Linked DNA regions of Danio rerio: regions 2, 3, 4 and 5 are each linked to region 1. Evidence: chromatin contacts called from public Hi-C, HiCAR-type and Micro-C data. All regions are on one chromosome and are shown on one strand. The core of a region is the stretch at or near the end of the contact, and the rest is flanking DNA. Distances in the headings are between cores, read along the strand shown.

Evidence for each region. Hi-C and Micro-C count contacts between places; a contact is called where the count stands out from the background. HiCAR-type assays count read pairs that join an accessible place to other places.
Region 2: a contact with region 1 is called in a HiCAR-type map of caudal fin, with 5 times the contacts expected there. The contact joins two enhancer-like sites. A contact is called at or near these places in 1 of 18 Hi-C or Micro-C datasets (an unstated tissue) and 1 of 4 datasets of contacts at active chromatin or transcription factors (caudal fin).
Region 3: a Micro-C map of caudal fin shows a contact between it and region 1, with 8 times the contacts expected there. The contact joins two enhancer-like sites. A contact is called at or near these places in 8 of 18 Hi-C or Micro-C datasets (caudal fin, embryo, fibroblasts and 3 more) and 1 of 4 datasets of contacts at active chromatin or transcription factors (caudal fin).
Region 4: a Hi-C map of embryo shows a contact between it and region 1, with 3 times the contacts expected there. The contact joins the promoter of gjd4 here to the enhancer-like site in region 1. A contact is called at or near these places in 4 of 18 Hi-C or Micro-C datasets (caudal fin, embryo, hematopoietic stem cells and 1 more) and 2 of 4 datasets of contacts at active chromatin or transcription factors (caudal fin and embryo).
Region 5: a contact with region 1 is called in a HiCAR-type map of caudal fin, with 7 times the contacts expected there. The contact joins two enhancer-like sites. A contact is called at or near these places in 2 of 18 Hi-C or Micro-C datasets (caudal fin and an unstated tissue) and 1 of 4 datasets of contacts at active chromatin or transcription factors (caudal fin).

The regions. Positions count from the first base shown.
Region 1 is chr24:4,196,693-4,199,392 of GRCz12tu, forward strand. All of the region lies in intron 1 of adarb2 (adenosine deaminase RNA specific B2 (inactive)), which reads right to left. All of the region lies in intron 2 of LOC141380808 (a long non-coding RNA gene), which reads left to right. Among named protein-coding and RNA genes, the nearest start is that of pfkpa, 45 kb to the left of the region's middle. Within about 2 kb of position 1,344, at least 5 of the 62 cell types and tissues checked have an H3K27ac peak or open chromatin away from gene starts, as enhancers often do. A contact at or near this core is called in caudal fin, where this site is marked.
Region 2 is chr24:4,479,149-4,481,848 of GRCz12tu, forward strand. No RefSeq gene overlaps it. Among named protein-coding and RNA genes, the nearest start is that of ccny, 81 kb to the right of the region's middle. Within about 2 kb of position 1,328, at least 1 of the 62 cell types and tissues checked has an H3K27ac peak or open chromatin away from gene starts, as enhancers often do. A contact at or near this core is called in caudal fin, where this site is marked.
Region 3 is chr24:4,547,329-4,550,028 of GRCz12tu, forward strand. No RefSeq gene overlaps it. Among named protein-coding and RNA genes, the nearest start is that of ccny, 13 kb to the right of the region's middle. Within about 2 kb of position 1,428, at least 2 of the 62 cell types and tissues checked have an H3K27ac peak or open chromatin away from gene starts, as enhancers often do. A contact at or near this core is called in caudal fin, where this site is marked.
Region 4 is chr24:4,621,397-4,624,096 of GRCz12tu, forward strand. It overlaps gjd4 (gap junction protein delta 4), which reads left to right and starts at 1,306. Exons shown (of 2, transcript XM_021470260.3): 1 at 1,306-1,628. The coding sequence starts at 1,565.
Region 5 is chr24:4,526,626-4,529,325 of GRCz12tu, forward strand. No RefSeq gene overlaps it. Among named protein-coding and RNA genes, the nearest start is that of ccny, 33 kb to the right of the region's middle. Within about 2 kb of position 1,271, at least 15 of the 62 cell types and tissues checked have an H3K27ac peak or open chromatin away from gene starts, as enhancers often do. A contact at or near this core is called in caudal fin, where this site is marked.

The sequences.
Region 1 (2,700 bases), core at 94-2,593:
AATGAAAATAGCATATTATTTGCCATAACTTGGACTTTTTTTGCATCTAAACTCTTCAAAAGTGTCGAAGTTAACCAAAATGACTCCTTTTTATCAAGCTTCCATGCTTAAATTCAGTTATTACAATTTAAATGCAATGAAAATAGCATATTATTTGCCATAACTTAGAGGTTTTTACATCTGAACTCTTCAAATGTGCCAAAGTTCACCAAATGATTATTATTGTTTTAGGGGCCTATGTTTATGTTCAGTTCTTTTACTTTAAATGCAATGAAAATAGCATACTATTTGCCATAACTTAAAGTTTTTGCCATCTGAAGCCTTCAAATATGTCAAAGTTTACCAAAATGACAATTTTTCTCAGGCTCCTAGGTTTATGTTTACCTATTTCACCTTAAAGGCAATGAAAATAGCATATTATTTGCCATAACTTGGAGTTTTTTTTTGCTTCTGGACTCTTTAAAAGTGTCCAAGTTAACCAAAATGACTCCTTTTTATCAAGCTTCTATGTTTAAATTCAGTTATTACATTTTAAATGCAATTAAAACAGCATTTTTCTAACTTAACTTAAAGGCTTTTGCAATTTTAGTCTTCAAATGAGCCAAATATTACCAAAATGACAATTTTATTCAGACTACCATGTTCATGTTCAGTTATTTCACTTTAAATGCAAAGGAAATAGCATATTATTAGCCATAAATTAGAGGTTTTTGCAATTGTACTCTTCAAATGTGTCAACGTTTACCAAAATGACAATTTTTATCAGACTCCTATGTTTAAATTGAGTTATTTAGTTTTAAATGCAATTAAAATAGCATTTAATTTGCCACAACTTTAAGGTTTTTGCAATTGTACTCCTCAAATGTGCCAAAGTTCACCAAAATGATCATTTATTTCAGGCTCCCATGTTTATGTTCGGTTATTTCACTGCAAAGGCAATGAAAATAGCATATCATTTGCTTTAACTTGGATGTTTTTGCATCTGAACTCTTCAAAGTTCAACAAAATGATGATACTGTTTAAGAGTCCCATGTTTATATTCAGTTAATGCATTGTAAAGGCAAAGAAAATAGCATATTACTTGCCATAACTTAAAGGTTTTTGCATTTGAGCTTTTCAAATGTGCCAAAGTTCACTAAAATGACGATTTTTATCAGGCCCCCATGTTTATTTTCCATGATTTCACTTTAAAGGCAATAAAAACAGCATATCATTTGCTATATCTCAGAGGTTTTTGCATCTGATCTCTTCAAATGTGTCAAAGTTCAACAAACACAACCAGCGCCCGCATACAGAACAAACTAATCATGAGGTAATGCATCACAACGGCCAAATTACATCATTTCTTGACTCACTTCATTCCTTCAGTGAGAACGAACGTATTCCCGAGTCCAGGCCACACGCGCTCTCGCTTACACATACAAAAAATTAGCAAATCCAATTATTTAAGTTGATTTAAGTATGCAAAGCGAGGCCTGCGGGGTCATATGCACATAGGTAATCAATAGTAATTACCATTTCATTTCTCCCTTGTTATTTCCCTCAGTCTTAAATCAGAATCTGATCTCATCGAGGCCCCTTTTGAGTGTGCGTTTCAGGCCCAGATGAGCCAGATTGGCCGACTTTAACTTCATTTCATACATCACTCCGCTTAAACACAGCGCTCCAATTAAAACGGCGGGCCCGGATCGTTCTAATGCCCCGCAAAATAGACCATTTCCATTAAAGGAGGTCCCAGAATGCTTCGTGCTGCAGATTTCCGCCTTTGATTCCACACTTGTATGGATTTCTGGAGAAAGATGTATGATCCCGAATGATATTCCTGTGCGGTAAATATAGTGAACGCCCCATAGTGGTAAAAATAGATTACTTTGAAAGCTACTGCGATAACAATGGTAATGAGAGACAATAAATCTCGCTGTGTAATATTAGAAAAGCAATATTTCTCTTTCAGATAAATCATGTGTGTATGTGTGTGTGTGTGTGACGTGTGGAGGATGAATATTTATGAATGAATAAATCCATGAAGGAATAAACTGGCGTAATGTTCCAGCTTTTGCAGCTCGATAAGACGCGAATGATGAATGTGGGACTTTTTTTTGATGCTTTCTCGCAGGCAGATTGAACAAATTCTGCGCTCTACTGTACGCTGTACAGTATCTGACGCCGAGGGTTTCATTGATTAAAGGCCGTATGCTTCGCTGCTTTCTCATCTGTTATTGGAGATGGTATCAAGAGCCTGATTACTGATCTGCTCTTCAGCACTCGCTTTTAAACAGAGAAGAAAAAGAGCAATGCTTTTCATATTAGTCAACTGTGCTTGGTTTTAAAATTTTCTTCTCTCTCACTCACTCTCTCTCTCTCTCTCTCTCTCTGTCTGTGAGTCAATAGTTCAGATTTTTACATGTCATGGTAACGTTTTTACAGTGAAAAATTATCATTGCAATGTTTAACCATAAGTCGCCATAACATTTATTATTTATTTTAGGGCCTGTGTCTGTGTGAGCACTTTTTAAAGTCAGTTCAAAGTATTCTGGCATGAGGAATTACGCTTTTAACTTTAAGAAAGATTAATTATATTCATGTAAATATGCAATGAAAACTATTTTGCATTTGATTATTATTGTTTATCCAGAAAATCATAAAGCACGTACAAAAAATTGTTGCTTTACTGTATTTATCAATGTTTGTGATATATGT
Region 2 (2,700 bases), core at 78-2,577, 280 kb after region 1:
TAATTGTGCCATTTTGGTGACTGTCGCTTTAAATTATTATGAGATTGGGCCCTTTTCAAAAGAGGGCGGAGCTACACAACAATCGAATGCGATTTATCGTTCAGCCCTACTATGAGACAGTAATCCGCTTCTGTTCTCATGTTTGCATAGTTTAAATGCAATGTACTGTAGTATCACATTTGTTGTAAACTCAGCATAAAAGGCTTTTATCGCCCCCTGTTGGTTTAGCGTGCCCATAACATGCATCACAGTGCGTTTTGTGTTTTAATCTGGACAGATTATTTATTTATTTATTTTTTATAAATTATATGAAAATCACCCGCTTTAAATGTTATTACTCAATTGAATGGGCGTTATCAGTGGTTATCAGCTGATAGATATGGGCCAGAAGGGGCCTTCTGCACCTACTGGTAGGCTCAGAAGGCTGTAATCATCCATCCACATGGTTAATAGCTACACTAATAGAGAAAACTCCAGATCCAGATCTGTGTTTACATTACTGACAGTTGGGTTTAGGGTTGAATAGAGGTTAATAAAATACAAATGATGTTAAATTTAATAAATAATATAAATAATTCTTGTTACTTCCGGCCGCAGCTGTATGTGATCTATAGCTGATTGACCATATGGATGTAAGATAACAGCCCTCTGAGCCTACCAGTAGGTTTCTAACAGCTGATGACTACCCATTCAATTGAATGACTACATTTGAATCGCTAATAAAATTACCCATGTACATAAATGTGGACACGTCCTAAATCTCTTGATCAAACTCTCTCCCTCTCTCTCAGCAGATGTATTCTTAACACTTCAAAATCACACAGCCTTCGAGAGTTTAGAGCTAAAAAACACACACACAGCCTTTCCCACTCTCTGTTAAGAGCTCAAGTCAGATATGAGCTTTAAATGCATGCGTGCTCAACCAGTCAGAACACCATTTGTTTAATTTTCTCTGACTTCGTGGCGATATTGGCAGAAAAGCCCTGAGGTTATTTTGCCCTCCTCTTTTCACAGGTGGAGATGCAATTATAGATGCTCTTTTTATATGTCGAGATTGCAGTGCGCATGTGTGAGTGTGTGCTTGTTTTGCATGTGTGTATGCAGAACCTGCATGACTGCGGTACAGGGCTGGATTATGTTCAGGGTGGGCATTTGCTCCCTCTTTCTCGCTCATGAATGACATTTCCGATGTTTCCCTCAAGGTGAGTTTTCCCTGCTGCACCTGTAACCTTTCTAACCTGTGTTTCTTCAGCTCTTGGCCAAAGGGGGAGTGTGAAGTTTGAGAGAGAAAAAAAAGCCCGGTCTGACAGATATGACAGTAAACACTTTTTTTTTGGCTCTCCTTGGCCCTTACACACACTATATGTTTGTGGGGGCGTGTGTGGGCTTGCTGATGGAATGGCATGAATCTTTTTGCCTTTATTTTGCCATAGCTGTACTAACGTCTTTTTGTTAAATTCTGTTACAAAATTGTTGATCTTGAATGAAAGAAGCAAAGCAGAAGTCAACCTGAAATGGCATTTGCAACCCATTCGGCTGCTGTAATGTGACATATTTCTGTGCAAAACAGACATTCAGGAAGAAAAAGCAAACATTATATGTCAGACTATTAAGGCCAGAAATGCATATTTTGGACATAGCGATAGTAGTTTTTAAATTCTTGTTGACTTTAACACAACAGGAGCAAAATTTGTATCACTTACAATAGTGAACTTTACAGAAATACTCTATTTTCTTTGGAAATAGTTTATTATTTCAAGTACCCTATACAAAAGGTTTAGGTTTATTTATTTATATAGCACCTTTCCCAGACACAAAGAACTTTCAGAGTCACAAAGTGCTTTACAATAAGAGAAATCAAGTAAAAGAGGTGTCTTTAAATGCTTTTTAAAAAGTTCAACTGATCCCAGAGTTTTCAGTGCTAGCGGGAGAGAAATAAATAAAACAGAGTTACCATATTTTTAACCCATTCAATCAATCTCTGGTTATGGCAGGAGCACTTTTAGCTTAGCTAAGCATGGATCATTGAAACAATAAGTGGTTTTTAACTGTTTTAATTGTTTTATTTTTAATGCTATTTCTATTCTCAAGTTCAGGTTGCTTTATTGGCATGGAATGTTGTACTGTTTTAGATATGTTTAACCCTTTAACTACTCCACCAAGAGAAATAAATTTGGATTGCATTTCTTAACATGCATTTCTGCATTTCTTCTTCAGCTAGTTAACAGCACTGAGTAATATCATTATGCCTGTTGCAGGTATGGTACAGTACTGAAGTACCATGAATATTACGCTTAAATATGTGAGTGTTTCTTTAAAGAAGTTTCTGCAGATTCAGTTGAGTCACTTACTGTATGATCAGTGCTGGAAATTGGCAAGATTCAATGGAGAAAAGCCTAGATTTGAAGTTTCTTTGTTTATTTATTGAGAACTTGTAAAAGTGGCAGCTTAATTAGTATGTCTCAATATAACTGCTGACAAACAGTTCAATTAGTTTTGGGACCAAACTGTAACAGTATATCGGTTTCTGGCAAAACACTTCTGCAGCACCAGTTTCACAGTGTTAACACTTGGCAGGTTTGGTTTGATTAAAAAGAACCCTGGTGTGAATGCTCTGTTTGTGGGGTTCATTTGAATACAGTATGTGTGAACACTGCTTATCCAAACATTAGTTCAAATCAAACAATTGAAAAGTTTGCA
Region 3 (2,700 bases), core at 178-2,677, 350 kb after region 1:
CTGGAGGTCAGAAGTTAATGAAACAGCCAGTCCCCTTAAACTCTAATTCACAAAATACACCACAGCAAGACAAACTGGCCATTAATCATCCTAATTTAATAAATCCCAGAATAATGATGAGACATTCATGGAGAATGTTAATTTGTAGAGTTGAAAATATCATCTGAATTCAAAATAAAAGCAATATTCAGACATGCAAAATAGTACTTACACAGTATATACTCTTTTATACACATTCAGAAACTCTAGACCACGGATAATTTGTGGAGTGTTATTTAATTTAAATATATAATAATAATAGTACTATTATCTGACTATTATAGTTACTGCTATGACGGCATTTAGTGGCATTTAAAAAATGTATAAAGAAATAAAGATTAAAGTGGTAATATTTCAAAAATAAAGTCAAAATGTTACGAGAATTAAGTCACTTATTAGATCGTTATAGATGGCCATGCAGGTTCGATTCCGGTACCAGCAGGGATTGTTGGTGGAAATATCCACCTCAATACCACAGCTGAGCTGGTTTACCAGCAAACTTCAATCTGCTCCCTGTGTGATATACGAGATATATGAGATTAAAGTCATAATATTTCGAGAATATATTCAAAATCTAAGAATAAAGTCACAGTTAAACACGATTAAAGTCGTAATGTTTTAAAAATAAAGCCAAAATGTTACGAGAATATAGTCAGAGTTATAAGAGATTAAACTTGTAATATTCTGAGAATAAAGTTGAAATATTACTAGAGTAAACTTGGGGTTATACAAGATTAAAGTCATAAAATTTCGAGAATGATGTAAAAATATTCAATATTCAAAAGAATCAAGTTAAAATTTTGAAAATAAAATCTAAATGTTACGAATAAAGTTGAAATGTCACGAGAGAGAAGTTAGAGTTACATGACATTAAAGTTATAATATTTTGAGAATAAAGCAGAATTATTGCGAGAATAAAGCCTTAGTTATATGAGAATAAAGTCGTAATATTTCAAGAACAAAGTGTAAATATTATGAGTATTAAGTAGTAGTTATACAAGATTGAAGTCAAAATATTTCAAGAATAAAGTCAGAGATTTCCAGAATAAATTTTAAATTCTAAAGTCTAAATGTTACTAATATAGAGGTAAACAGTCTTCGCAATTGCTCCATTATGTTTATTTTGCACACACAATTCAGCCATATGTACCAGTAAGCAGACACTTCTTGGCTCTCAAAAATGAGAGCCCTGGGCACATTTTCCCAATGACCCTGTGTTGCATAAAAAAACTTGTCTGTCTTTTAGATGAGAACTGGAATAAAGGTTTTTCTTTTTACACGTAGCTAAAAAAAACACAGACAGTCATTCTACAGGAAACCACAACATATAAAGACATTTGGCATCTATCTACAGCTTCACACCTCCGCAAATCCTCATTACATCACTGTTAAAGAGAAACACCTTCACATGAGCGGCAGGAAACTGAATAATTTTACACATCGCTGCAGGGAGTCTGAGAGCTGATTCCCGGAGACTTTTACTTCAGAAATACAACTGTAATCCATTCAGTCATGCGACTCAAAGCAAAGAAGAATCTAAATGTTATCTCCTTTATTCCTGCAGACAGCAATCAGGACTAAAAAGACTTAATATGCGTCTTCTTCATATGAGTTTTAAAAATAAATAAATAAAAAATACAAGAGGTAAACAATATCTCAAAGTGCACCCAGATTTGCCAAGACTCCACATTCTGATCTATTTTTCATTTCATACATACGCTACTGTTCAAAAGTTACTTTTACAAATTAAATTATTTGTTTTTAGCTAAGATGCATTAAACTGATTAAAAGCGACAGGGTTTCTGTTCGGAATAAATGCTGTACTTTTGATCTTTCTATCTGAATCCTAAAAATGTATGGCTTGTAGGAAGCATAGAAGTTGACCAGGTGATTGTTTTTAGAGCTGATAATTAGTCTAAGAAAATGTGTATAAAATATATTAAGAACATTTGTGTTTTTGTTTATATTATTGATAACAGTAACTTTGACCCTGTAGGCACCTTTCTTATTTTACCATTCATGATGATTTCTTAAATTATATTTATTCACCTGGATTGCTACCCAATCCACCTGTAATTGGACTGTGGGGGAAACCAGAGCACCCGGAGGAAACCCAGCGAACGCAGGGAGAACATGCAAACTCCACACAGAAACGCCAACTGACCCAGCCGAGGCTCAAACCAGCAACCCAGTGACCTTCTTGCTGTAAGGCGACAGCACTACCTACTGCCACTATTAATAATGATTTCTTAAATTATATTTATTGTATATATTCAATTATATATATTATGTTTCTATGTTTTTCATTACGATATATTATAATGATCAATAAGAATAACTGAGAACTAATTTAGCACATACAGTAAGAATGATTTAGGAAGCATCATGTGACTCTGAATTTCTGATAGTAAAATTGGAAAAAGTCACACCAATGCAACTGCATTTTAAAATCTATTAAAATATGAAAGAGTTACTTTAAATTGTAATTTATTTTCACAGTGTGACTGTTTTACTGTGTTTTGACCAAATAAACTTGGCCTTGGTGAATAAAAATATGCTTATTAAAATAATAAATGTCGCCTCACAGCAAGGAGGTCACTGGTTCGAGTCCCGGATGGGTCAATTGGTCAATTTCTGTGTGGAGTTTGCATGTTCTCCCGG
Region 4 (2,700 bases), core at 56-2,555, 420 kb after region 1:
ATCAGAGCCTTATTGCTATATATAAATAGTCACATGCTTGTCAATCAATATTTCAGCATGTAGTAGGCTAGATTATGTGAAAGTATTAATGCTTAACTATTAAGTTAACCAATTAAGTCTCCAACCATTTGTCAGCTGTTATGAACACCACCGCAAATGCAATGTTAATATTCTTAAAAGACACTAATTATTCATATCGCCTACAATGTCCATATTGTGCATGCTCGTTGTCACGATATACAATATCGGAATATGACTAGTAGATATTTAAGTGCACAAAGCATTTACAGATTTATAAACACTACTTTCAACAGTGTCTGCAATGGGATTTTGATTAATAATAATTGCGCATTTCAAACTTTTCTTTTTTTAACCTAAATAAAATAGGAAAACTTTTTTTTTTTTAGTCCACTACAACTTCTGTCAATGCGCATTTATTAAAGGAGGTTATCCAATGAGTGTTCACTACAAAACAGTTGCTGTATTATAATTGTGATCCCATAAATCTCCATTCATTATAACCCAAGTCCTTCAAATCCTCCGTCCAGATGTCTCTCATTCAGAGGTCATTTAGAGTGAGCTAAAAGCTTCTAGATTCCAGCGTGATCTTCTCTGATCCCTGTAGCTCTCAGTCATGTCAAACACCTCAAGGACAGAGCTAAAGAGGGGATTCTTTTTAATAAAGTAATAAAAGTAGATCAACCTAGCTAACAAAAGCCAAGCTAAAGAGATCTTATACAAAGTTGTATAATGAGGGTTTTTTCCACTTAAAAAAAATTCTTTTTTCAGGTTTTGTCCTGTTTCCAGTACAAAGTATCTAAAAACTCTTAAATCAAGAAGCATTTTCCAGACAAATAAAAATGATTGTCTAATTTTTGGCATTTAATAAGTCAAAACTGTGAATATAGTCAAGTAATATAATATTAAATATTAATAAAATACTCCGGAAGTCAAAGTTTTACTAAATATCATCTTGTTTTTAATAGAAAAGAGAAACTAAAATAGGTTTGAAACGATAAATAAGTAAATGATAACATAATTTGATTTTGTTTGTGTTAACTATTAGTTTAGTAGGTCAAATAAAAGCAAATCAACATTCAAAGTCCTCCAAGACCTCAGGAGTGCCCTCAATTATACTTGTGAGTTTAATATGGGTTATTTGATGCCTGATACTAATAGCTATTCTCCTGTAAGGACAAACAGAGCCCAAATATCACAGCAAGGCCTGCGTGCCGACATGCCTTTGGTGGGTAAGAATAGCCCTACAATGGAGCTCACATCTCTCGTCTTCTGTTGTCTGAGAACAGTTGTTGTCAGGACAGAGTAAGAGGTAAGATGGAAAACCAAGTTGGTGGTTACATGCGAGTCTTGCCTTTGCGGAATTGACCCAACCTGGTATATATATAGTACCCAAGTAGGATTATGTGTGCTTGTAAATGGGTTTTATTTGTAATGCTTGTTTAGAATGATTTTAATAGAGCATAGACTGTTATTCTTATGTGGAATTAAGAATTGACTGGCGACATTACCTTTGCTGGAGCCTCAGGAGGCCTAAACTGCTGAAATGGCCAAACAAGCTACATCAGAAGTTATCTTCATAACGCTGAACCACAACATCACCCTCACAGGTATGTGTATGCTTTTAGTATTATTTTTAAAAAGCATTTATACAGTAACTCATGGCTGAGGCCAGACAGAATCTGCGGACAGTTTTTGCTATTTTTGTAAAGAATTTTGTAAATAATCTGCAGATTTATGCGTAATTATTTTGGGAGTATCGTAACTAAAACTTTAATATATGAAATAAACAAATTATACCTTTTTAACCTTAATGTTTTCAATGCAAATCCAATTAGATCTACTTATTTGGTAAACAAAGCACATCTCTCATATAATATATCTACTGAAAGACAGAAAATATTACTTTACAAACTGTATTCTGAATAAATCATATGAACACTTTCATATTAGTCATTAATGTTAGTGAAATTAATTTAAAAACTGAATAAAGATAAATGTACACAGATTTACACAAGTAAATAAATAGACTTAATGATAGGCTAGATTTCTGTGGAAATCTGCGGATTTCTGCATGAACAGATTCCGTATGAGCCTACTCATGGCCATTTAAAGAGATTATTCTATGCAATGGGGGAAAAAAAGTTGATTTATTTTAAAGTAATTTTTTTATGCATTTACAAATTTACAAATATATATATATATATAAATATATTTATATAATTATATGTATATTATACTGAAATTACAAGTGTTCAGACTCATGCTGTTCAACATTGTTGGATGTTGCTAGTAAGTGTAATAAACTGCTGGGCCAATTACTTTAATAATTAAAAACACATTTACAGTTAGTTAGTTAGTTAGTTAATGAGTTAGTTGGTTAGTTAGTTAGTTAGTTAGTTAGTTAGTTAGTTAGTTAGTTAGTTAGTTAGTTAGTTAGTTAGTTAGTTAGTTAGTTAGTTAGAGTTAGTAGAGTTGTTACAAAGTTTTGACAGCTAATGTATAATTCAACTTTAATTACAGAATGATAATTGGTTTTCTTGTATTAAAAAATAATTGTGATGGAAAAGCTGACTTTCTACAAAAAAAAGATAATAATTGTGACGAAATAGTTAACTTTTTACAAAGTGATGAAAACCTCTTAAAGGAATAGCTCATTCAAAAATGAAAATTCTGTCATAG
Region 5 (2,700 bases), core at 21-2,520, 330 kb after region 1:
AATCTGGGGATATTTTAGCAGATGTGTTCAGGGGGGAGATATCATGGTCGGCAGCTTGGCAACATTAACATTTATGAGGAAGCAGATAAAGAAGTTAAACAGCAAAAGGAGTTTGCCTTTAATTAGTAGAGTAAATGCTTTTTACTCTATTTTTCCATCCATCCATTTATCCATCCATCTGTTAAAACAATAATTCATCCAACCATCCTTCCATACATCCATTCGTCCGTCCATCTGTCTATTTGCTCATCCATCTGCTCATCCGTCCATCCATCCATCCATCCCTCCATCCATCCATCCATCCATCCATCCATCCATCCATCCATCCATCCATCCATCCATCCATCCATCCATCTATCCATCTATCCATCTATCTGTTAATCCAGTAATTCATCCAACCATCCATCCATACATCTGTCTATTTGCTTATCCATCTGCTCATCCGTCTATCCATCCATCCATCCTTCCTTCCTTCCCTCCCTCCCTCTCCCTCGCTCCCTCCCTTCTTTCTTTTTCTTTCTTTTTTTCTTTCTTTCTTTCTTTCTTTCTTTCTTTCTTTCTTTCTTTCTTTCTTTCTTTCTTTCTTTCTTTCTTTCTTTCTTTCTTTCTTCCTTCCTTCCTTCCTTCCTTCCTTCCTTCCTTCCTTCCTTCCTTCCTTCCTTCCTTCCTCTTTTTTTATTAGTCTATCTATCTATCTATCTATCTATCTATCTATCTATCTATCTATCTATCTATCTATCTATCTATCTATCTATCTATCTATCTATCTATCTATCTATCTATCTATCTATCTATCTATCTATCTATCTATCTATCTATCTATCTATCTATCTATCTATCTATCCTTTCCTTTTTCTGTCTGTCTGTCTTTTATATTTGCCTAATATGAACAGGACAATAATAATGATCTTGTTTTTAGGTTTGTGAAGATGTAATTAGCATGCAGTCTTGTTATATAAGTGTTGCAGTCTAATAAATCATATCCAGATGTTCACCCAGTAATGCTAACCGTCCATTTTCAGTCCAGACGTTAGCTTAGCTAATGTCACCCAACGAATCCATTACAGTAAGGGAACAAAACTGCTAATGCCATTTTTTAAAAACATAACCTAAATAGACTTTAAAAGGGCAGGGAAACAAATACAAATGGACAGTGTCAGCTGTTGGATATTTAGAGATATGCATTTCCATTGTTCTAACGCACAACAAAAAAGGTCATCTGAGGATACAAGTGAATGAGGAAACATGAAGCGATGTTTACGTCACGCTAGCGCCGCTCTTTCCTCTAATGTTTTCACTCAGAGAGAACAACTCAAACTTCACCGCTATTATGTCATTGTGTACTTAACCGCTTTTTCAAACAACAATCCCCAAACCCAGAGCAAAACACCAAAACACTCATTCCAGTTGCCAAGAAGTTACAGTTTATAGAACTACACTACTATTTCAGAGACTAATGAAACTAGGTTTTAGGGAAGCTGATCTTCAATTGCGCAACTTGCAAAACTCACTTTTTATTTTTATTTCTGTAGAAAACAACATTTTCCTTCACTGTACACTCGAAAAAAAAATTAAGCTTGTAGAAATTACTTATTTAAAATGAGCTGAAAATTAGATTATTTAGATTTTTTCGGCAGATTTTAACAGTGTTGGGCAAGCTACATAAAACTTAAAATGTAGCTTAACTAAGCTAAAAGCTACTTGGCAAAAGTAGCATCGCTATATCCAAGCTATTTTTGCAATTTTCATTTTTGAAACGAAGCAACGTCAATCCAAGGCAATCATATCTTAGTGATCAATAAAACTGTCAATGAAACATATGAGGCATAAGTGTTCAGTTCAGTTATTTACTGCAAATAATATTGTACTAAACAGAAACAAATTACAATATATATATAAAAGCATGAACTAAAAAATCCTATAAAACCAGGTGTTACACATGTAAATACTGTAGTAATTTATAGTAAAGGGAAATATTTAGAAATAAGAGTTATAATGTATATATATTTGCAACTCTTTATTAATAAATTACACTACATAAAGTCTCCGTTTTTTCAGCACAGCTCTGCCAGTGAGAGTGATTGAGATCAAGTGCAGGGGAAGGGGGCGGGGCATGTCAGATAGACAGCATTTGAGTGGTCAGACGAGAAACTAAAGTGTGATGTGAGATGAAAAAAATCTTGATGCATTTAGGCGGAAGCAACAAACCGCAAGCTTTGGGTGCTTATTTCAGTTTCATATTTTCCAAACATGAATTTTGTCCCTGATTTGGAGCACACTAGCTTATAGATATCCTTAAAACAAACTGAAACTAACATCTAAAAAACTTTATTTTAATTTCACGGGACCTTTAACAGCTCAAACAGCACAGCAGAAGTCAGGATCTTCAGCAGTCTTCACACCTCTGTTTGCGCCTCATTATCATGTGCGTGCTATATAACACAGTTAGTTATATATGGCTTCAGAGCTTCATCTAAATAGACACTTTTGGCCATGCACACTCAAATAACGTTTAAAAATATTTCACACGCATTCATTCATTTGATGGGTCAACAAATAATGTTCAACAGTATTTGTAGATAGATGCTAATGTGCATGAAAAGAGGAAAATTGGATTAAACCAATGATTTTTTAAAATTTTTTGCCTGCTTTTTAAATGGATTTATTACTTCTTAGCATTTTTTTACCAAAAATATATGA